4 separate regions of the Mus musculus genome follow, and regions 2, 3 and 4 are each linked to region 1. Evidence: chromatin contacts called from public Hi-C, HiChIP or PLAC-seq and promoter capture Hi-C data. All regions are on one chromosome and are shown on one strand. The core of a region is the stretch at or near the end of the contact, and the rest is flanking DNA. Distances in the headings are between cores, read along the strand shown. Region 1 overlaps Pde3b (phosphodiesterase 3B, cGMP-inhibited). Region 2 holds the start of Psma1 (proteasome subunit alpha 1). Region 3 has its middle 17 kb from the start of Psma1. Region 4 holds the start of Copb1 (coatomer protein complex, subunit beta 1).

What was found. Promoter capture Hi-C pulls out the DNA fragments that hold promoters and counts their contacts. A called contact is a pair of places that touch in the nucleus more often than the background predicts. HiChIP or PLAC-seq counts read pairs in DNA pulled down with a chosen protein or histone mark.
Region 2: a contact with region 1 is called in an H3K4me3 HiChIP or PLAC-seq map of bone marrow-derived macrophages, with 7 times the contacts expected there. The contact joins the promoter of Psma1 here to the enhancer-like site in region 1. A contact is called at or near these places in 15 of 39 promoter capture datasets (the 3T3-L1 cell line, 3T3-L1-derived adipocytes, the C10 cell line and 8 more), 3 of 15 datasets of contacts at CTCF or cohesin (CD8 T cells, large pre-B cells and pro-B cells), 49 of 484 Hi-C or Micro-C datasets (the 63-12 cell line, B cells, the Ba/F3 cell line and 39 more), 13 of 115 datasets of contacts at active chromatin or transcription factors (the 230-238 cell line, CD8 T cells, the HPC-7 cell line and 9 more) and 3 of 9 other capture datasets (adipose tissue, liver and pancreatic islet).
Region 3: a contact with region 1 is called in a Hi-C map of pre-B cells, with 1.6 times the contacts expected there. The contact joins two enhancer-like sites. A contact is called at or near these places in 3 of 15 datasets of contacts at CTCF or cohesin (CD8 T cells, large pre-B cells and pro-B cells), 35 of 484 Hi-C or Micro-C datasets (the 63-12 cell line, B cells, the Ba/F3 cell line and 29 more) and 11 of 115 datasets of contacts at active chromatin or transcription factors (the 230-238 cell line, CD8 T cells, the HPC-7 cell line and 6 more).
Region 4: a promoter capture Hi-C map of liver shows a contact between it and region 1, with 2.4 times the contacts expected there. The contact joins the promoter of Copb1 here to the enhancer-like site in region 1. A contact is called at or near these places in 7 of 39 promoter capture datasets (3T3-L1-derived adipocytes, the C10 cell line, the HPC-7 cell line and 5 more), 5 of 115 datasets of contacts at active chromatin or transcription factors (bone marrow-derived macrophages, effector CD8 T cells, large pre-B cells and 1 more) and 3 of 9 other capture datasets (adipose tissue, liver and pancreatic islet).

The regions. Positions count from the first base shown.
Region 1 is chr7:114,437,766-114,441,825 of GRCm38.p6, forward strand. The region is part of intron 1 of Pde3b (phosphodiesterase 3B, cGMP-inhibited); the gene reads left to right. Among named protein-coding and RNA genes, the nearest start is that of Pde3b, 25 kb to the left of the region's middle. Within about 2 kb of position 2,171, at least 26 of the 459 cell types and tissues checked have an H3K27ac peak or open chromatin away from gene starts, as enhancers often do. A contact at or near this core is called in B cells, the Ba/F3 cell line, CD8 T cells and 8 more, where this site is marked.
Region 2 is chr7:114,274,099-114,278,399 of GRCm38.p6, forward strand. Psma1 (proteasome subunit alpha 1) reads right to left here and starts at 2,018. Exons shown (of 10, transcript NM_011965.2): 1 at 1,903-2,018; 2 at 318-362; 3 at 1-29. The coding sequence starts at 1,905.
Region 3 is chr7:114,290,816-114,295,089 of GRCm38.p6, forward strand. No RefSeq gene overlaps it. Among named protein-coding and RNA genes, the nearest start is that of Psma1, 17 kb to the left of the region's middle. Within about 2 kb of position 1,821, at least 202 of the 459 cell types and tissues checked have an H3K27ac peak or open chromatin away from gene starts, as enhancers often do. A contact at or near this core is called in B cells, the Ba/F3 cell line, CD8 T cells and 7 more, where this site is marked.
Region 4 is chr7:114,252,285-114,256,477 of GRCm38.p6, forward strand. Copb1 (coatomer protein complex, subunit beta 1) reads right to left here and starts at 2,396. Exons shown (of 22, transcript NM_033370.3): 1 at 2,322-2,396; 2 at 1,586-1,735. The coding sequence starts at 1,676.

The sequences.
Region 1 (4,060 bases), core at 921-3,420:
TCTATTTTGATTTTTAAAATTTTTCATCTGTGCTCATAATAGATTCTGGTTGTAATTTTCTTATGCCCAAGTCTGATACTGGTATTTGGCTCATACTGGTCTCATATTGTTTGTTGGCATACATAAGATTGATTTCTGCTACTTCTAAGTTTTATCATCTCTAATGGTTTAACATTGATGCAGTAGTTAACCAAAATAAGTCATGATTTTCTTAGAGAAACTTAGAGAAACTGGAGCTTAGAGAAGTTGAGAACCACCAGACACAGGTCCTAGCACAAGAGAGGCTAAGATAGGAGGATATCAGATCTGAAGCCACCCTGGCTTCTTATTGTCTCAAAACCAAACCAAACCATACTAATCCGTAATTCTGCTTTGCTTCAAAGCCAGTATTTCTTAGTGCAGCTGGAAGAAACGAATTGACTAGGTGCATATGCTGTGTGAATCTTAGGAATATTAGAAGTTGTTCTTTTGATCGTTTTGCAGACATCGCTGGCTAAGAGGAGTCCTCTGGTTGAGTGTGGCTTAGCTAAGCTTAGTGACTCTGCTGGATCTCCTGGATCTGTTGAATAAAAAGTCTGCCCACTCTAAGAGTGAAGTTTTATTTCTCTGCAAGGAACAAATAGTTACTTGAAGTTTATTGGGATTCTTCTTCCTCCCACCCCCAAATCCACATAGTCTTGGCAACACTTCTGAATTTGTAGAAGTTAGGATATTTCCAAACTTGACTCTTTCAAGCTTATGATAGGATGAAGGAATCAATTCATTCTACATTGACAGGCCCATGGATAAGGTGAGAGGCATCCTACAATCGTCAGGGAACTGTTCTTATAAAAACAAGTTGCAGCTGTGCTTCTCATGGAACCATCTTTCCCTTTAGTTAAGTGACACCAAATATTTGAGAAGCTGTTTCTTGTTTGGTGATTATTATTATTTTAAATCTAGTTTTCAGACAATTAATTACTCATGAGTTACTCTAGTTATTTGGCTCCTGTATGACTTTGCAGGCCATAGTTTAGGTCTTAATGCTGCTCTGTGATTACAATTTATACTGTGCCGATGGTTTGATCTTATTTGCTTCATATGAAAGCATCACTGAGTTTGTCTCATTTCCAGTTGACTTTATTAGAAAGTCTGGCTCTCTTTGCAGTAGCTCCTCATTTTAAAATCATAAGTGTTATTTAGGGAAGCCTATGAGAATAATGTTAGCAACGATGATGCTTTTGAATTGAAAGAGGTTTGTTTTAAAATATTAGAATTTTAGTTTGTTTTCTTGAGCTTGTGATAATGCTATGTCAGGGTAACTTCCCTGACAAGGGTAGCATTACATATTTAAAAATAAGCTTGCATGTTAAAAAATTCTAACTAAATTTATAAATCTCCACTAATTGTGATACTGTTAATTTAAAGGCCTAGGTATTACCTGTGGTCACCTTAAGATGGAATTCTAGTTCTTTCCTTCCTTGCAATTCTTGCAGTAAAGATCATGGTTCTTTTATTCTTCTGTAGGTCTAGTAGGTTATAATGTGTGGATCCGAATGTTTATCGAGGTTATTAGTTAGGATTAGAAAGATTTAGTTAATAGTTATAATTATTTGTTTTGAATGACAAGTTTAGTTTCAGAGGTTCGGTACTTTGGGATTAGAAACATTTGCTCTAGAAATTATTTTAAAGCCAGAAGATATAAAAAGTTGGTTGATTTTCTTTTAGTATGACAGTGAAACAGGGACAATGAGATGCTATTATCAACTATCAAAGAAGTAGGTATGAGAAAAGATTTGGATTTAAAGTGACTTATGAGCTGGTGCCTGTAATTCTTTGCTTTAAAAAGTATGTCATGCTTTGAACAGTTCTGTAGAAAAGGCTCGGCAGTTTCTTTATATTTAAGAAAATTCTTTCTCAAAACATTTTCTGGAAAAAAATTAAATTCCAATTGAAGTTTTTCTTCTTGATGTTCTCATTTCTAAGATCCAGGCAGTAAGCTTGGGCAGCTATTTGCAGCAATGTCTCTGGACATAAAATACATTTTACTCTTGGGCATGTCTATATGTCATTGCTTTACTTTTTTGTATTTTATCTTGCTTTAGTTAGTTTTTGATAACCCGACAGAGAGGGCAGAAGGTCAGTTGTAAGACAAATGAGATGAAACTGAAACTAAAAGTGCTTAAATGTACACAGTCAGTTTTCAGTTGTACTTGTGGTAGCACCCATGGGAGAAGTTGGACTTGTACTGGTTTTGCTTCTTTAGTGTTCCCCAGTTAATATCAGTTTCATCATTTTGATAACAGACCCAAATCTGATTTCTGGGACCATCCAGTTCACTGCTTACACTAAAGTGATGATTAGAATTTTTTTTTCAAGACAGGGTTTCTCTGTATAGCCCTGGCTGTCCTGGAACTCACTCTGTAGACCAGGCTGGCCTCGAACTCAGAAACCCTCCTGCCTCTGCCTCCCAAGTGCTGGGATTAAAGGTTTGAGCCACCATTACCTGGCTGATTAGTACTTTTAATATTAGTTTTATAAAACACACAGAGCTTAGTTTTCTTCATATGTGAGATTTAATCACCCCATAAATTTTATTTTGTGTATTTCAGTTGCAAAATAAGAAGAGTTATTCATCTTGTAGCCCTATTATGGGTATGAATGAACAGCTTTAACTATATTTCTTTTGCACTTTTATAGTTGCATAAAGTGGGCAATAAATACCTATTTTTTGTTATTTTATAGTAAAGTTTAAAAATATGAAAAATTTAAATGTAAAATTGATGCTGGATTTTATAATTTAAAATTTTAATGTAGCATGCAAACATTTTTAAAAGTCAAGCAGCACTGAAAGATATAAGATGAAAACTAACAGTCCTCTGTCTAGTTCTTCTTTATTATCTGGTCCTGCTCCCCAGAAGCAGTCATTCCAGTTCCTCTTTCTATTTCCTATGTTGTCCTTTTTTTTCTTTCTTTCTTTTTTTTTCCTTTTTTTTTTACTTTTTTAGATATACCTAATTTGAAGTAATAAGGTTTTCTGTCAGTTTCTTGGCCTATGTAATTCTCTTACAGTAAATGGGACTAAACTCTTCCTAGCTCGCCTTTCACTCTTCCTGTTGAAGTTCATTGAACACTTTGTGTCTTCTTAAACTCATTAAACTCTGTCTTGTGGTTCATCTAAATAAGTCTCATTGGTAAACATTTCTATATGACTGAATAATTTGATGGGGGAGATCTTGATCTTTGATAGTGTTTGTATTTTTGCAATGAGATCTAGGCATTTCTTTTGTTGATCCTGTATCTGATAATGGACAGAGAAGTTTGGGGCAGAATATAGGATGCGCCTTGGACATTGGGCCTAAAGGTTGGAAATAGCTCAGGTGGAATGAAGTCGGTTGGATATAGGGGTCTAGGAAGTCATGCAGGATATGCATCCAGGTCTAATCTTGGAGTTTGGGGGTGATCTGGGTGTTGAGGGTGCATAGATGGGAGGATCAGGCAGATCTGCTATGCTAGGCATTGGTGAAGAATATGAAGGATATGGGTGGATTGAGAGGTTGGTTGCAGCATGGGAAGGAGGGTACTGGTGGAAGGCCAGAGGTTGTGGGTAGTCCAGGCAGGGTTGAATAGTCTAGGTCAGGACATTTGATGTTGGGCTAAAGTTACATGGGGGCTTAGGGGCTTGCCAGAGAGAGTCGGCAGTCTTACCTTGCTAGACTCTGGGAAGATTATGCCATTTTCTAGATTTTTTTTTGTTCATACTATAATTATATAAAATTTTAAAATCCATTTTTTTGCATTTATATTTTTGATTATGAAAACACTGTTGGCCCTAAGGGCTAGCAGAATGAATGGAAATATGCCACTTCGGGGTGGAGAGACCCTCTAGAGTGTACCAGAGACCTGGGAGGTGAGAGACTCTCAGGACTCAAAGGGGTGGGACCTTAGATGAAAGGCCCAACAGTAGGGAGAGGAAACTTGTAGAGTCCACCTTCAGTAGAAAGACAGGGCATCAAGTGGAATGATGGATGGGGTTGCCATCCCACAGTCAAAAACTCTGTCTCAGAATTGTTCCTGTCTA
Region 2 (4,301 bases), core at 768-3,267, 160 kb before region 1:
ATTGCATATTCAATTTGATGAATCCTGCCCTAAAGACAAACATTTTTTTTCACGTTTTAAAACCAATAAACGAATTTTAATTCTAACTTGAAGGTCACAGCCTATAATCTCACAAGCTTTGTTTCCTTTTCTTTTAAGGAGTTCTACTAAGCTGCTCAAATTGCCCACTGACTCCATGATCCTATGGCTTCAGCCAACGGCAGACCAATGAAGATTAAGATGTGTACCACCAAGCCCAGTTTACAATCTCATAGGTCCCTGAACCTACTTCAGCCATGAAAAGTCACTTCATTGATATGGCATAAAACATTTTTTACCTGAGGGCTCCAAACAGTGACATCATTGTCATACTGGTTTCGAAACTGAAAGTGGAAGAAAGATTAAATGAGAACATTACAAAGTTCAAATTTTAACATTAAGACATGTGTTTCAATTGTTACAGCCTCTCTCCTAGTGCAGCTTTCTTGAGACATTATTACAGCACTCAGTTTGCAATGCAATTCTACCTTAACAAGGTCCCTTAACCATGCTGGAGCTGTTGGGATGAATGGACTAGGTTCTCCCTAACTCTATATCCTGCCATTCTCCACAGCACTCCCCTTGGGTAGTCAAGTGCTAAAGAATGCACACACCAACTTTCCCTCCACTTTGCTCATACTGTTCTCTACACAGGGCTCTAATAATCTGGCAAAGGCCTTTTCTGTACATTGACTCAAATGTCTATCTTTGAAGGTTTCTTCTTTTCTCCGAAAATTCTCAGCACAATATTCCAACAGAGCTTGAAGGTTTCTTCTTTTCTCTGAAAATTCTCAGCACAATATTCCAGCAGAGCTTTGAGATACAGGTTTCATGAAGCCCAGTCTGGCTTTTTCCTATATACCTGGGAAAATGATCTTGAAGTCCTGTCTCAACCTACCAAGTGCTCAGATTACAGGTGTCTGCTATCATGACCAACTATACATATTTTTTTCTTCTTTTCTTCCTTCCTTTTTTTTTTTTTTTTTTTTTTTTTTGGTGTCGGTCTCTACACTATGGATGTCCTGGAACTTTGACTTAGGCTTGCCTCAAACTCACAGAATTCTGCCTCTCTGCTTCCTAAGTGCTGGGATTAAACTCGTGTACCATAACACCTTCCAACATACCTTTTTTATCTTTATAGTATGAATAAAGTTATGTTTGGTTTAACTTTGAGCTCTCTACCTGCACCCTGTCACTGGATGAATTAACATATACACAAATCCTCAGTAAAGAGGTGGGCACAAATTGCTACCGTGGCAGACCCACTACAGCCATAATGTCATTACTAAAGCAAGTGTATCGGCTCTTAGGAGAATACTCATAATGGCAAAAAAGGCAAGAGTTCGCATGGCAGACTCCACAGAAGCAGCTCAGGGCCCTGTGCTGTAAACCTGAATCCATTACTTCCCCTTTTAGAACAAAGTGACTGTATGGAGTCTTTCCCGACGGCATTCTAATGAGACAGATTAAGACAGACCCACAAGGAAGATGAATTTGGTCTAAAGACCTGACTGCAGGCTCAGGTCTGCGCAGGCGATGCCAGGTGCACCCCTCCATTCCTATAGCCTTCCTCCTATGCAGATGACAAAGGACCATAGGGCATCTTGAAATCGGCCACCTAAGTAAATTGAGAGGGGAGGGCCTCTGGCTGGGCGAGGGAGAGCGCCTGGACCCCACGTAAGGTGGAGAAGCTGAGCGAAAGGCCGCCCAGGTTACTGATCGTTTCCCGCCGGCCAGGCCGCAGATGCTGAATCACTGTAGGAGACTGTCCGTGAGGTAAGCTCCCTCTCCCACCGCCCCACGCCCCAGGGAACAGAGGCCGATCCCCGACCACGTCAGTGTACCTCAGCCCCAAACCCTTCGAGGACTCGGGGCTCAACACACCATAGCTCCGGCGCAGCGACAACCTGACCCAGCAGCGGACACAGGAACACGGCCCCAACTACGGTTCGGTGATCGTCAAAGAAGCCTGCGGAGTCTTGACGGCGGCGACGCAGGAAGTGCAATCTATCCCAGAGCCACGGATCGGCGTCTAACGCTGCCCCGCCCTCCAGCCTTAAGTGGGCGGGGCCTGCGAAAGCTGAGAACGTGGGATTGGCAGGAAGCTCCGGGGTGGGAAAGCCAATGCGCAGAGAAAGCGGGGGGCGTGGCTTCACGTCACGCCCAGAGTTTCCTTGCTTTTTTTTTTTTTAATCCCCAAGTGGATTGCAGATTCCCGCCAACTCTCGGTCCTCTCAGTTGAACGTCGCCACCTAGCTCGGGATGGTGCGGTGGTCCCTCATAGATCTGTCACAGTGCACAGAGAGGTTTGGGAAACAGCGTGTCTGAAAGAGGCTGCAGAAAAAAAAAAAAAAAAAACAAGTGTGTGTGTGTGTGTGTGTGTGTGTGTGTGTGTTCATATTCCTGGCCTGAGATGCTTGAGTACTTGGAGAGCCCATCCTTAAAGGCTCCATGGTCTCGCATGATCGTGATACTTATGATCATTAGTTGCTATTGTAGGACCTGGTTTCTGTCCTGGCACTTGATCTTCTGCTGTCCACAACCAAATACCGTATCTGGTAGATTAGGCCACTAGGGGGAAGGTGCGAGTTTTCTTACGAGTTTTAAAAGAGTATGTTTTGGTTTAATCCCCAAATGAAATCAAGACTGCTAATTCTGTTGAATAACGTGTACCCAGAGTCAGGTAAGGATCTTTAAGGATCTGAACTTTGATGGCGGAGTAACACATCATTTAAATGTCTATGTTCACAGTAATTAGTATCACATTCTAAATATTTTCATGTCTGTATATATATGTACATTTTTTGTTTTTACATTTGTTTTGTGTGTGTGTCTGTGTCCCTGCATACCCTTTTTTGGGAGTCTGAAGACAACTTGAAGTTGGTGGTTCTCTCCTTGCGCCACGTGGATTCTGGGATTGAACTCAGGTTCACAGCTTGGCAGCTAATATAGCAATCCTCTGAACCATCATGCTTTTTGCTTTTCTTTTTCTCATCTCTCTCTGGGTTTGCACCCTCCCTCCCTCGTTTATATGCTCTCAACAGTTAATTAGATTGCTTTGTTCTTTAAATTCACCAACACTGGCTCTTGTTATTTTTAAAAATTTCTGACTTTAAATTGATAGATAGTGCTGTTTTGTTTTCGCAGCACCAGCACGGTGCCTAGCACATATTAGGTACATAATTTGTATTGCTGAATGAACAATGGATTTGGAATGAATGGGAAAATTAAATGCTCATTTAAAAATGGTTGTGGAACTGCAGAGTGCTGTCTACAACCTTCTGCAACTCTAGGGAATCGGACCTCTTCCGGCTACCGTGACGCTTGTGCATACATGTTGTACTTCTTTTTTTTTTTTTAAATATTTTTTATTAGGTATTTTCCTCATTTACATTTCCAATGCTATCCCAAAAGGCCCCCATACCCTCCCCCCCCCCCCCACTCCCCTACTCACCCACTCCCACTTTTTGGCCCTGGCGTTCCCCTGTACTGGGGCATATAAAGTTTGCGTGTCCAATGGGCCTCTCTTTCCAGTGATGGCCGACTAGGCCATCTTTTGATACATGTTGTACTTCTATACAGAGAAAATACTCATAGACATAAAATAGTTTAAAGCACCCAAATTAGCCCATCTACTTTTGAGATTTCTTTTAGAAGATGTTATAAAAATCTTCACAATTCTTTTCTATAGTCATGTGCCTCACACAAATACATGTTTTAAGATAAGATTATACTAAACTGTCTCTTACTAATACACTTAAAAAGTTTTAGCCAATTTACCATGCCTGTAGGTAATGACCTATATTAATTTTAGTAGTTGCATGGAAGTCTATCATGTGGAAATATAATAATCTAGTATCGGTGAGATCTTAGCAGGTTTTTGCTGTTATTAAAGTAATATGACTATTCTAGTGTACACCTTTTGTGTGTTTGATGAATTTATAACATGTGAGGTCAAAGGGAAGATAGTTATAATTACAATAAATATATGTTAGTTATAAGATGGAATATCAACTTATATTCAGTGGTGACTGACAGGCCACTTTGTATATACTTTCAGCAGCACCATGGGTATTGTGTATTCCTTCTAACTTGTCAAACTGATGAGCAGAAAAAGAAAAAAAAATCCTCTAATTTGAGTGTGCTTTGTCTTTTCATTACTAGTAATAATATTTTTGTGTTTCTTCACTGTTCCTCCAATGATTAAGGAAGTTACTTAATGATTTGCCCTTGATTTTGCTTTTGTTGTTTTCTCATTAGCTTGTAGTTATGATAATGATGCC
Region 3 (4,274 bases), core at 571-3,070, 150 kb before region 1:
TGCTCTTCTCCGTCGCCTAGCAAGGTTAGAAACTCATCTGCAAGGTTGCTTCTCCATTGGCTGGAAAATGCATTCTCAGATAAAAGCTGTGACCCATGTCACATTCTTCCTTATGCGTCTGTTTTCACTTATTTAAATGATGTGATGATGATGTTACCAAGAGATTATACTTTGCGCAGTTAATTAGATACCTGAGATAGTCCCAGCCCAATACAAAGTCCCAGTTTGGGACTGGAGATGTGGCTCAGTTGATATTGTCTACTTAGAATACACAAAGCCTTGGGTTTGATCTCCAGTATCACAAAAAGTGGCGTGATGGTACACACTGTCATCCCTGCACTTGAGAGGCAGAAGCAAGAGGATCCAGAGTTTAAAATCATTCTCAGCTACACAACCATTTCACGCCTTGGGATACATGAGACCCTCTCTCAAACAGTAAATAAACAATAAAAGAAAGACAAGAAACAACTTTCTGGTTTCTAGATCAGAGTCCATGAGCAAAGGGGAGCATTGCAAAGTGTTTGGTTTTATAGATCTCGAAGAGGAGAGTTCTCAGAAGAAAGGAAAGAGAAATAAAAAAGAAACATAAATTAGAGCTGTAAAGAACGGAGCTTAAAGACACTACTTAGGGAAGGAAGAATTTAAAAAGATCGTTGAGGTGAAAAGGAAGTATCTAAAAAAAATAAAAATAGCTCTCCCTTTGCTGATTTGCCGCATTCGGCCTGGAGTGATGGGCGGCTGCTCTAAGCGGAACCTCTCAGCAGTCAACATAAAAGGCCACTCTGACACAGGCTTCTTTTTGTGGCTTCACAACTTGGTCTCTTCCTTTGACCCTCTCCGCCCCTCAGCTCTTGTCTTCAGCCTCCCTACATGCTCCTCTGTATAAATGCACCGAGTTGCCTTCTGCACCGTGACCCTGTCTCCTTGTGGTGGACAAAGATCATGAACACGGGGCCTGTGCATCCAGCCATGTTGTCTCTGGCTAGCCTGGGTAACACTCCTCCCAGTTGGAACCAGTCCTCAGGGCTCTTTCCTCTGAAAGACACAGTGCACTACAGGCGCTTGGGAAAGAGTCTGTCCCCAGGAGAGGTGCACTATCACTGCCTCGATGTCATGGTTCAGAGGTTCAGTGCACCCTTCTAGAAAATAAGCCCAGACCACCCACATGCCAAGAGCAGAAAGCACACCAGTTCTGCGTGTCAATGTCTGTTTTTCAGTTCCATAATTGCTTTCTCACTAAAAATTGATGCTATTTGGCTTGCAATGGGACAATAAAATACTAGCACCATAGAGGAAATGTGAGAAAAAAATGTTACAAAAGCAAAAAGGGAACCAAGTGTGGCTAGACGTCAGCCTTTCCTCTTAGCACGTCTGAAGATAAGCCCAGCTAAAGAGGAAGACTGGTAAAAAGGAGAAAAAAAGATTAAGTTGTCTAGTGTTGGTTATTCTTTTTAAAGAATTTTTTTTAAAAGTACACTTTAGCTTTGTGAAAAGAAATTTACTTTCCTTTCGTGGGAGAAAGCCAAACTCAGGAGACCATTCCCAGGGTCTAGTGTCTAAGTTGGCATAAAACATACAAGTTGATACATAACAAGTTTCCTCCCTTAAATAAAATGCTCTATTTTCTCTACTTTCTCCATCGCCATGAAGGCTTTTTTTTTTTTTAAGAGCATCATTGCATAAAATCCTTTGACCAAATTTCACAATGCTCGTCTTATGCTAATAAGTCTTTATTTAGTTTCAGTCTTTCCAAACAAGCCTGCAAGTTTCTGACGCAGCACACAGCACGTACTCCTCTGGTCTTCACTGTCCTCTGTCCCTTGACCCGCTATGGAAATCTAGTTCAATCTTTTCACTTACAAAGGTGAAAACAGACCCTGTGTCCAGGGAGCTTTTTTTTTTTTTTTTGGTTTTCGTGCGGGGTGGGGGAGGGTCAGTGTTCACAGAACTGTGCGAGCCTCTCTGACCCAGGAAGGAGACTGGCCACCAGCCAGCCTAGCTGCCTCAGGAGCACTTCAGTTTCCTTGTGGCTCTCACTGACACAGTCCCTGCCCAGCCGGCCTGTGACTATTTAGCAGGGGTTTGTGAGCTCTGATACCGCTTCCTAACTGTCCACACTCGCCTTTCCCACATCGTGGTGCCTCTTGGAAAGCGGGAACTCCGAGTCCTGCTAAGGTGAAAAGAGTTGGAGTCCTGACCGTGGAGCCCCTTAGGATTTTCTCCTTTCCTTGAGAAGAGGGCTGTTCATTTAAAAGGATGCCAACATGTTCTATGGGGAGTACGCAGAGAATTTAGCATGATTTTTGGCATCAGGGTGGCTGGTTTCCGTTCGTCAGGAGAATATGCTATCTTCATTGTGTAAATATCTCATAAGTGCTGTCGTTTGTTGTGCGTGTATTTCTAAGAACTGAACCCACCACTCAGCCACACTCCCATGGCCCACAAAAGCGTTTTAACTTATTTTTTAGGCAGGACTTTGCCAAATTGCCCAGGCTATCCTTGAATTCTGATCATCCTGGGATTCCAGGCTTGTGCCACTTCACTTCATATATAATGGAGGGTGTGTGTGTGTGTGTGTGGGGCATAGCTTACCTTTATCAATATTTTTACCATGTGAAAATAGATTCCAGAAATAATTAAATGCATTAAATTGCTTTAGGACTTGCAGCTAAAGTTTTTGAAATTATAAATTATCTCTCATTTTAAAAGAGACTCAGCCTGTCCTCATTTTTAAATCTTCTATAATATTACCCCCACCTACCAACCCCAGAGAGAGGGACTTGCTCTGTTTGTAGACCAGCCTGACCTTGAACTCATAATTCTCTTTTCTTGGCCTCCCAAGTGCTGGGCCTACGTAAGTGTGCCACTATGCCCTGTGACATTTCCTTTCAAAAGGCAAAGGACAGGGAGTATACAGTTGTAGAAGTGCCTTTAAAGGACAAGGGTAGATCCCTTGTTGTGTTTTTCTCATTTTTGTTCCTTTTGATGACTTGGGTGATAATCACTCAGTTGCAAGCTTTCTTTTGTTGCTAACATTACCTTAACCGTCTCCTCTCCTCTCTCATTTGGGGTTGTCCAGAACCCAGCCATCTAGCCCACTTTATCTTCCAAAAGCTGGCAATCAGCCTTACCTGAAAACAAAACAAGACAAACTTGCCAGTTTGTTGGTAGCTTGTTGAAGGTAATTGACTACTTTTCAAGAGCTGGTTTCCTTCCCGTATTGTGTCACCTTTACCCCCGCTGTACTCCTCAGAGCTCTGGCTGAGTCTTCCCTCAAGTCCCAGAGGATGGCTTCCTCTGGGGAAAACAAAAAAACAAACAAACCAGAAGCAGCCGGTTTTACTGACTTGACATAAGTAAGGAAGCTGCAGGGCTCTCCACTCAACATCTGCACAGTAAATACCAGCACAAAAATGGGAGCGTCTTTGGACTCAACCTTTCTCACCCATTTTACAGGAGAGGAAAGTGAGGTTCGGAGAAACTGACAGTGTCCGCCTCTAGAGCAGGAGTTCTCCTTCTCTGTGTCAAAGATCACATGTGGTCCCTAGGAAGAATATTCTAAAATTTTATTTATTTTTCTTTTAACTTTTTATTGATTCTTTGTGAATTTCTTACCATGCACCCCAATCCCACTCATCTCCTGGTCCTTTCCTACCTACCCTTGCTACATTGTCCCCCAAAGGAAATAAAAAATAAAAATAAAAAGTAAAAACAAAACAAAACAAAAATGTCTCATTGTGGAAGCTGTAGTGTGTTATGGTGTGTTCCACACCATACTCCTTTGTCCACACATCTTCACTTGCAAATGTTCAGTGCAGTGAGCCATTGGTCTGGTTTGAGGCTTCTGCTACACTATCACTACTAGATCCTCATGAGAACTCCTTGGATAGTCTGTCATTGCCCTGTGTCATGGAGGTCCTGAAGCTTTGGTTCTGCAGAACCAGGGCCTTCGTGCTCTCCTGCAGTTTATAGATGGGGTAGATTCTGGGGCAGGCCAATTCAAAGCCCTGGACCTGGGTCTGGGTGGTAGCTGATCTGGTTAGCCTGCTTGCTCTTGGGCATCCACACCACTAGGGGGAGCTCTCCAGCACTGGCCCTGCTAGCTCACCCAACGCTGCAGCCATCAAGGGACTGGGCCAGCTGTCCTTCTCACATAACCTCCGGTCTGGCTCATCCTTGCCTTTGCCACCAGCGTTAGTTCAACTGTGCTGCCCAGGCGATGTGCAGGACCAGCTCTCCAGAGTGTTGTGGCAGTTGATGGGTGGGGCCAGCTC
Region 4 (4,193 bases), core at 1,146-3,645, 190 kb before region 1:
GTATGGTATGAGCTGCAATGCTTTTACTATACTTACAAGGTTTTTTGTTTTCCTATGGTCATCAAATTAGTCTGTGATTGAATTGTACTATCATAATGTATGATTAAAAATGTATTCTTTGTATGGGGCGGGGCATAGTGGAGCACATCTTTAATCCCAGCACTTAGGAGGCTGGTAGATCTCTGAGTTCAAGGCCAGTCTGGTTTACAAGGTGAGTTCCAGGAGAGCCAGTGCTGTTACACAGAGAAACCCTGACTCAAAAAATAAGACAAATAAAAAAAAAATGTTGTCTGGAGAGATGGCTCAGTAAGTAAAGTGCTGGCCACATAAGCACTGAGGATCTGAGTTCAATTTCTACACCCATGTAAAAGTCAGGCATAGCACACGCCTATAACCTTAGTGCGTTAAGGGGAGGCGGAAACAAGAGGATCGCTAGGACTTGCTGGCCGGCTAGTCTAGTTAAGTCAGCAAGCTTCAGGGTCAGTGAGAGATCCCTTGTCTAAAAAGCATGTGAAGGGAGCCACTGAGCATGCTCAGCAGGTAAAAGGCACTTGTTGCCACGCTTGACCACCTGAGTTCAATGCCTAAAACCCACATGGTAGGAGAGAGCTGACACCTACACTGGTGCTATGCATGTTTGTCTCCCCACTTCCCACTAATAAATAGTAAAGAATAAGACTGAGAACTGGAAACGGCTCAGTGGCTAACAGCACATAATGCGCTTGCAGAGAACCCACATCGAGTGGCTCCCAGTTCCAGGAGGAGCCTACACAGCTGGCCTTCCTGAGCATTACACACACGGGCACCTCCCCATATACACAATTAAAAATAAATCTTATAAAAATCCAAAGTCTAAAAAAAAACAAGTAAGGTGGAGTATGATTGAGGGAGGCACCTAAGGTTTACCCCTGGCCTCACATATAAATTCACTTTATACATACATGACTAGCACATTTTTGTGCACATACACACATAATAAATAAGAAACTTCCTCAGGTGAAAGGAGGTTGAGAGTAGAAACATTTTATGAAGTATTAACTTACATCATCAGAGAAGTTGAAAGTAAAAGGTGAATAGTGGCCTGCACCTGTAACCCTTGGAGGCTGAACTAAGACCTGACATAAGTTGGAGGCTGCCCTGGCCTATTAGTGAGTTCCAGGCTGACCTAGGGAAAGAGTAAGGCTTTATTTAAGAAGGAAAAAGGAAAACAAAAAGAAAAAAAAAGGACCGTGGCTCACAGAGCCTAGGAGAGTAAGAAGGAAGGAAGGCTGGGAGAGGCGGATTGGTCAATGGCTGCTGAGTACAAGATAAAAAAGTTCAGGTATGACACTGTATACTACAATTAATAACTATATACTGTATATATATTTTTAAAATCTCAAAAAAATAAAAAAATCTCTATGAAAGAATGTGAAATGTTTTCACTATGAAGAAAAGATGAATGTTTGAGATAATTATATTTGACAGGATTTAAATATCAGACCATATAGATATGTATTAAAAAACACCATATTAATTTGTCCATCTTTTACGTTTTTAATCTATCAATTAAAATAATTCCTATTTGAGTTAAGAAACTATTTACCCAGGTCATTTTTTAAGCTGATTTCCGAAGGGGGTTCTGAATCCATTGGCACGTTAATTAACGTATAGCACACGTTCTCGGCTGCCGTCATGGTTTCTGTTTATAATCAACCCAATACAAGATGAAAAGGACGAAAGGTGCCAGGAAAATCTACAAAAATGAATACAAACATCATTAGAAAAAAAAAAAAAAAAGGGAGACAAATTCCGCAAATCAGTCGTGATCTTCTAAACTGCCTGAAGTTCTTCGCGTGTGACTTCGGACGACCTGTAGAGCTCTCCCCACCTTCTCCTTCCGTGAACTCTAGTGACAATCACTCAGTCCCCGTACCCGTCCACTCCCCGACCCAGGGTGTGCAAAGCTGTGGAGTCGAGGTCCACACCACAGTGACAACCCGGAGCACCACGTCACGGGGCCGTGATTGCCAACCTAACACAGTCGGATCTGCTCCAGGAGGGCGGCCCGCGAGCGAAGACGCTGCAGAACCTTGGGACTCCTCGGCTGTGGCGGGTCCCCCGTGGGAATCCCGGCCGCCCCTCACCGGCCTCTGTCTATGCAGGGTCAGGCCTCAGGCGGCGCAGACCCCTGTCCCACCGCCCAGGGGACCGCGGCCCAGCTCCCCGCCCCCACCGCCCGTCGCCGCGGCCTAGTCAAGCGCCCGGCATCTCCCCATCCGGTGGCTCGCTGACCCCGCGCGACCGCCGCAACCCCGCGGCTCGGGGGCCCAGGTCGCTACCTGGCTCCGAGGGGCGGAGGCCGGGAGGGAACCGTGGGACCGCCGACTACCGGTCCGGACAGCCGCTGCCGCGACGGCTCCACCAAGTCCTTGGCTGACGTGGAAGGGGGCGGGGAGACCAGCAAGGATGCAGCTACAGAGCCTGTACGGAGACCCAGAAAGGACAAGCCTCTTCCGCCCTGAGCTGCGCCCTGGAAGTGTGTTGTCTTCTTCCTCTCTCAGAGTTGGTTTCTGCAGCAGTGTAAACAAGTATTTTAGTTTTCCCAGCGAGTTGGGAGCTGACTTAAGCGCTGTGGTCAGTTAGCAGTTCCTTAGGAATTGTCTTCCCAGGAACTAAACTGTACAAAAGAGAAACAGAAAAGTCCTGCAGACTTTCTTCTTCCTTTCACTTATAAACTGGAAACAACCAATTCTTAGGCAGATGATTTCAGAGACCTTAATAAGATGACTAGGTTATATGAAAATACACTTGAGGGCTTAACACCTCTGGTGACCTGAATCTGACTTTATTCAGTTAACTGGAGTTATTGGAGTATCAGAAGTTGTCTGACAACTATCATTTCTACTCTTTATTTAAGAATGGTCTCGGCCAGTCAGTGGTGGCACATGCCTTTAATCCCAGCACTTAGGAGGCAGAGGCAGGCAGATTTCTGAGATGGAGGCCAGCCTGGTCTACGAGTGAGTTCCAAGACAGCCAGGGCTAAAACCAGAAAACAAAATAACAACAGAAGAACAAACAAAAAAAAGAATGGCCTCTTGCTATTCTTTCAAAGCATCCAATACATTAAAAAATTTAAGTATGATTGCCAGACTGGTCTTGAAAGGTGATCTTCAGTTTCTGAGGAGTTGGGATTACAACATGGATACACATACTGTGTATACAAAACCTGCTAACCTCACTTGCAGGATACAGAATACAAACTGTTTTCTCATTTACCTGGAATGCAGCTATTCTAACAATTCTCTTTTCTGGAAACATTGGGTTTAAAAAACAAATCCCCACCACTCAAAATATACCAGAGGCTACATATTTCCAGCACAGAGAACAGCTACCTCTCGGAATTTTGATTTTAGTCTTACTGCCCAGGCTGGCCAACTCCCAATCTACTCCTCTCCTGCCTTAGCCTCCCAAGTGCTGGGATTACAAACAAGCGCTATCATTTCTACTCTTTATTTAAGAATGGTCTCGGCCGGGCTGGTGAGATGGCTCAGTGGGTAAGAGCACCCGACTGCTCTTCCAAAGGTCCAGAGTTCAAATCCCAGCAACCACATGGTGGCTCACAACCATCCGTAATGAGATCTGACTCCCTCTTCTGGAGTGTGTGAAGACAGCTACAGTGTATTTACATAAAATAATAAATAAATCTTTAAAAAAAAAAAAAAAGAATGGTCTCGGCCAGTCAGCGGTGGTACAACATGCCTTTAATCCCAGCACTTAGGAGGGAGAGGCAGGCAGATTTCTGAGATGGAGGCCAGCCTGGTCTACAGAGTGAGTTCCAGGACAGCCAGGGCTAAAACCAGAAAACAAAATAACAACAAAAGAACAAACAAAAAAAAAAGAATGGCCTCTTGCTATTCTTTCAAAGCATCCAATACATTAAAAAATTACAAACAAGCGCTATCACGTCTGGCTTATGCTTAAAAGATGTTTTTAATCTAGGTAATTGTAAGACAACATGATTCTAACAGCCCTCTACTCTTCACCCAGTTCCTCTGTCTCGGGAAGTCTTGCAGGAAACTGACATGTCTCCTCACTGAGACTTCACCAGTTTATAGAATCTCACTTATGTACTTGCTTCTAAACAATATGTTTAGTTCAGTATGATGATCAACAGTCAGATAAAGAACTGTTCCACCAGAGATCGCTCCTAC